2 separate regions of the Oryctolagus cuniculus genome follow, and region 1 is linked to region 2. Evidence: chromatin contacts called from public Hi-C data. All regions are on one chromosome and are shown on one strand. The core of a region is the stretch at or near the end of the contact, and the rest is flanking DNA. Distances in the headings are between cores, read along the strand shown.

Evidence for each region. A called contact is a pair of places that touch in the nucleus more often than the background predicts.
Region 1: a Hi-C map of skin fibroblasts shows a contact between it and region 2, with 4 times the contacts expected there. The contact joins the promoter of RNF7 here to the enhancer-like site in region 2. A contact is called at or near these places in 5 of 6 Hi-C or Micro-C datasets (ear pinna, embryonic fibroblasts, liver and 2 more).

Annotation. Positions count from the first base shown.
Region 1 is chr4:140,100,918-140,103,617 of mOryCun1.1, reverse strand. It overlaps RNF7 (ring finger protein 7), which reads left to right and starts at 1,357. Exons shown (of 3, transcript XM_008266261.4): 1 at 1,357-1,659. The coding sequence starts at 1,485.
Region 2 is chr4:139,869,112-139,871,811 of mOryCun1.1, reverse strand. All of the region lies in intron 5 of TFDP2 (transcription factor Dp-2), which reads right to left. Among named protein-coding and RNA genes, the nearest start is that of ATP1B3, 120 kb to the left of the region's middle. Within about 2 kb of position 1,346, at least 1 of the 8 cell types and tissues checked has an H3K27ac peak or open chromatin away from gene starts, as enhancers often do.

The sequences.
Region 1 (2,700 bases), core at 108-2,607, 230 kb before region 2:
GGAATAAGGAAAAAGGGATTTATATGAAACCTGCCATCTGCGGATTGGACAACCAACATCACCCAGAGAAAATGCAAAGATTGACAGGGAGCGCGAGGGCTCCACATCCACAGGTAACTGTAAGAGACTGGACCGTGGCACAGAGCCGCATGTCTGAAGTGCTTAGCAACTGAGCAGGTCAGCACAACCTGCCTTAATCACTCAGGTCAACAATCTTTTTCAGCTATCACATCTCTCAAGTGGTCAGCAAGGCAAGGTTTGTTAGGTAGCTGGTCAGTAACCATGCCGGCTCCAGGGAGACAGAATAAACAAGGCAGACACCTAAGGCAGCGAAACTATGCAGAACTGACCCACTGCTATGCACGCCCTGTATCAGCACCCAGTGCCCAGACCCTGGCAGAACCCTCCCTGGGGGGCCCCTCTGGCAAACAGGGGTCTCAGGTTCTCAATCAAATCTAATTTCATTTGCTTTGCTCAATCCTACTCATCGACCTACTCCACCACCGTGGGACAAAGAACTGATCCCAGATCCCTGTAACAACACGGCTGCAGTCTATGCTTTCCAAACTACCCCCTTCACGCAGCGGCAGTGTAAGCTCTAACTCCCTTCTCTGCACCTCACTACTCCTACATACAAAAAAGAGAGATTAAACTAGTTTAAAGTGAGTCCCATGGGTTTCTGGGATCCTTTTAGGGAACAAGTCAGGTCAAAGATTGCATTCATTCAGAACCTTTTTCCTCCTTTTCACTTTCACTCTAAGGGTACAGTGGAGTTTTCCAGAAACTACATCATCTATGGTGTCCTGCTTTAACAATACCTTGCAATGGGTTTGTTTTTAAATGAATTAATACATTTTAACTTTTAATTTCTTAAAGAGTAAAATAACCATCCCGCCTATCTTCCACAGACACAAAATCTCCTTAAAATTTTAATAACTTTCAGATCTAAAGGAGCTATATGCCCAAAAAGTTTGACCACCACCGAACTTTCTAGATCTTCACGGTCATTCACTCAACAGTTTCTTGTAACCACTTTTTTTTTTTTTAAGACATCCAGGACGTGGTAAGAACACGGTACGAGCACTCATAGCAGTTTATACTTGGTAGGGGAGAGGCAAACGAATAAATTAACGGGATCATTTCCCAGCTAAGGCCGAAAGCGGGCACGCACCCCAGCGCGGCTCGCGCCCCAGGCGCCGACCCAACACCTCCGCGCAGCGGCGGCACCGCCTCGACCGACGATCCGCAGGCCCCGCCCAGCGGCCCGGCGCAGCGAGGGGCGGGGGCCGTAGTCCCGCCCCCGGCGCCGGCGTGCGGTGACGTCACTGACAGCGCCAGCCAATCGCGGCCGCCCTAGCCGAGACAATACGGTGACCCGCGGCCTGCGGGCGGCGCTGTGGGCCCGCCGGACGGCCCCACCGAGCCGCCATAGTTGCCCGCCTCCCGCGACCTAACGTCTTCGCCGCCGGCTCCGCGCCGCCGCCATGGCCGACGTGGAAGACGGCGAGGAGACCTGCGCCCTGTCCTCTCACTCCGGGAGCACAGGCTCCAAGTCGGGGGGCGACAAAATGTTCTCTCTCAAGAAGTGGAACGCGGTGGCCATGTGGAGCTGGGACGTGGAGTGCGATACGTGCGCCATCTGCAGGGTCCAAGTGATGGGTAAGTTACACGCGAGGCCGGGGCCGCGGTACGGCCTCCGCGGGGTCGGCCCCGGGCGGCTGCGCCGGAACCCTCGGCTGGTCCCGCGGGCCCACGCCCCCGCTTCAGGCCGCCTGGGCTGCGGTCGCCGCCGGCGCTTTGGTGTCGTCCCCAGGCGCCCATCGCCGGGCGACCGGTGCCCCGGGGAGAGAAACGGACAGTAGGCAGGCGATGAGACAGGGTGGTTTCAGGCGATGAGGGAGGTGCTCCGGGGAGAGAAGTTGGGTGATTTGATGGGAGCTGGGGCTCCACCCGTCTGGTGTAGCCCGCCGGGGCCCCGCGAGCAGACCGCAGAGGGGCCGGGGGCAAAGGCCGCGATGGCGCGGAGCGCGCCGGAGGCCCCGTCACCCGCCCCGGAGGCCCCGTCACCCGCCCCGGAGGCCCCGTCACCCGCCCCGGTGGCCTCGTCACCTGCCCCGGAGGCCCCGTCACCCGCCCCGGTGATGCTCCGCGGTCGTCGGGCGCAGGAACGAAAATCTCGGTCCTGCCCCGCAGGGCAGCGCAGCGCAGCGCACAGCCATTGCCTTTCCTGCTGCTGCGGCTTGCGCTGCTGGCTTTTCAATCCGGATCGATCTAAGGTGTCCCGATGGCGCTCGCTGGGCCTGGGAGGGGGCACCCTGTGGCTAAGGAGCAAGTGTCCGTCCTCGGAATTGGAGAATGTGGTCCCTTAACTCCCCTCTCCATCCCAGGACGTCGTTTCCTGGAGAAGACGCTGCCTTGGGGGAGAACTTCCTTTTCCATAACATTTTGAAATCCAACATCCGGACGAAGTGAAATATTTTGGAGCAGCTTAGTCTCCTTTATGTTTTACGTGGTTTCTGTTTTAAGATCTCGGGCCACCTTGAAAAACAAGCCCTCCTTAAATGCAAGTTATGTTTTTAAATAGTGCATTTGAAATTACTGTGAGAGCATTTTAAGTAGTGTTTTTACTTGAGGGTTAGTTGAAGAAAACTGAGGTTTCCATAGTTTGAAAACTTTGTGGTTTGCCCTAAAAAAAAGTGA
Region 2 (2,700 bases), core at 97-2,596:
ATTATATTTCTGTAATTATATCCTAGGATCTTAAGGTGTCCTTAATATCAACACGAGGTCACAAAACAGCTTTCAGCAAGTAAACAGCAACCTTGAAGGCTTCCTTTAAGTACCAATTAAGAGAGAACAACATCTATAAGGACTACATCTCCGTTACTAAAGCCTTAACACAGAAGTGACTATTCTATGCAAATGAATGCTAATTAACTCCTTTCACTGTTTAAATGAAATCTGTTTCTGAAGCCTCAGTCTAAGTCACCAAATTAATTGTTAGCTTGCTCCACACAGGAACCAAAGGCAAGGATTCTTAGGCATTTCAAGCTCTTCTTTTGCATTTGAAAGAATAACCTCTGACCTGTAACAACAGTTCAGATTTAGCTGCTAAAGGGTAGTCCACATTTGTACACTTACTATTAGGGAACTTAGCTTCTGTTTCTGTTTGGCAATACATCAGCTTGTGGCTAGGGAGATGTCAGTACAACAAATATTCAGGAATAATTTTGGTAAGTTAATTCTATAGTTAAAATAAAACCAGGGGCCAGTGTTTTGACGTAGTGGGTAAAGCAACACCTGCAACACCAGCATCTGGTATGGACTCTGGTTTGTTTCCTGGCTGCTCTACTTCTGATCCAGCTTTCTGCTAATGTACCTGGGAAAGCATCAGAGGAAGATGGCAAGTACTCAGGCTCCTGCCACCCAGGTGGGAGACCCGAATGAAGCTCCTGGCTCCTGGCCTAGCATATCCTTGGCCATTGTGGGCATCTAGGGAGTAAACCGGCAGATGGAAGATCTCTGTCTCTAACTTTTTCAAATAAGTAAGTAAATCTTACTAAAACATAATATTAAAGTAAAATTAAACCATAATAGAGTAGATGTCCAGAAAAATTGTGATTATCTACAATATGCATTCTGAAGCCTGCCTCCTGAGAAAAGATGAAACTTTTGTACCTCACCGAAGTCTGCCTTGCACCCTAGGGATGTGCAGACCTCCCAGGCCTCCCCACATCTCACGGCACCTCCCCACTCCCACCTCCCTGCAGGATCTCCACAGGCAGCAAGCAAGCACACCTCGCTAAAAACTGCATCCTTTGCTGGGTCTAGCACAGTGCAGGGGAATGGAAAGCATGATAAATATTTACTTAGCTGGGACAGTAGCCCAATTTCTAAAATTATGGGTAGGAAAAAAAGTAGCTTCCTCATTCATTGGTATGCTAAGAAAGGATTATATAAAACTCAGCCAGAAAAAAATGTATAATATAAAGTGCACAGTTCTTTCCATGCATCCCTAATTTAAATGTAATCATATGGTTTCTCTGGTAACAGATTAGTTAGGCAGAAAAGTCAGATAGTGCTGGACTTCAATCTGAAAATTTTCTGTGTTCAGTCAGCTTCCTGATGCTCTACTGCCATCTACAGTCCGAAAAGCCAAGAAAGCAGACATATTTTGAAGGGAAAAAGAATCTACATAAAGTGTTTATTAAAGGCTTCCATTACTCGACAAAATTTCGGTTTTTACTACAAGAATTTTTTTAACCTACTGAAATAAGATGGCCATGAAAATTCTCATCTATCAAATCATAAGATATGCATTTATACTGCTAGCCTCCAAGGTAAGCTGCAGGAGATGAACTGTCAGAAGGCAAACATCCCACATTAGTTTCCATAACCACAGAAAACAAATGAAACCTATCCACCACCCCCACCCCCACCCCGTCCCCACATCCAGCTTCCCAGAGAGGAGAAGGGTGAAGGGTGAAGGGCAGGTGGAGAGAGATGGCTGCTAGCAGCAGACAGCAAGGCTTCATCCAAGGGCTACCCAGATAACGAACACTTTCAAAGGCCATGGATAAGGAATTGAGGGCGAGGGGACAAAGTGCAAAGAACAGGAAGAGAACTGAGAAATGGCTCTAATTGGGTATCTCAGTCCATTTGGGTTGCAGTTAACAAAATGCCTTAGACTAGGGGATGTGCCAACAACAGAAATTTACTGCTCCCTGTTCCAGAGGCTGGGAAGTCCTAAACCAAGCCACAGACCAATTCCACGTCTGCCAAGGCTCCTGCCTGCTGCACTCCCATGTGACAGTGAGGGTGCTGGGCCTCTTTTATGAGGGCACTCGCTGCTCCCACTCAGGACAGCAAAGCGCTCACACCTCTCCACCTCCTCTGCAGACTACCACAGTGGGGGTTAAGCTTGAACAGAACGTGGGGGAACACATTCAGAGCATAGCATTCTGCCCCCAGCTCCACCCTCCTCCACAAACTCCTATGAGTCTCACACAGAAACATATTCCTTCCACTCCAACAGCTGTGGAAGTCTTAACTCCTTCCAGTATCAACTCCAAAATCCAAAGTCTCATCTCTATCAGGTATGGGTGAGATCCAAAGGGGTGATTCATCCAGAGACTAGTTCCCTGCAGTGGGAGCCTGTGAAACCAGACAAGTTACATGCTTCTGAAATACAACCCTGGGACAGGCACAGGATAGACATTCCCAGAAAAAAGGGATAATAGTTCTTAACCAAATTCATACCCAGCAAGGAAAACATGAAATCTTCAGGTCTGAGAATTAATCTTGATACATGGGACTGGGCTGTGAGTCCCCAGACTCCAGGGCTTTGTTGGGACCGGCCCAGAGTGCAGTTCTCTTCCTCCTGCCTGCGGTTCGCCCACCACTTCACTGGGCATTTCTGCTGTCAGGGCT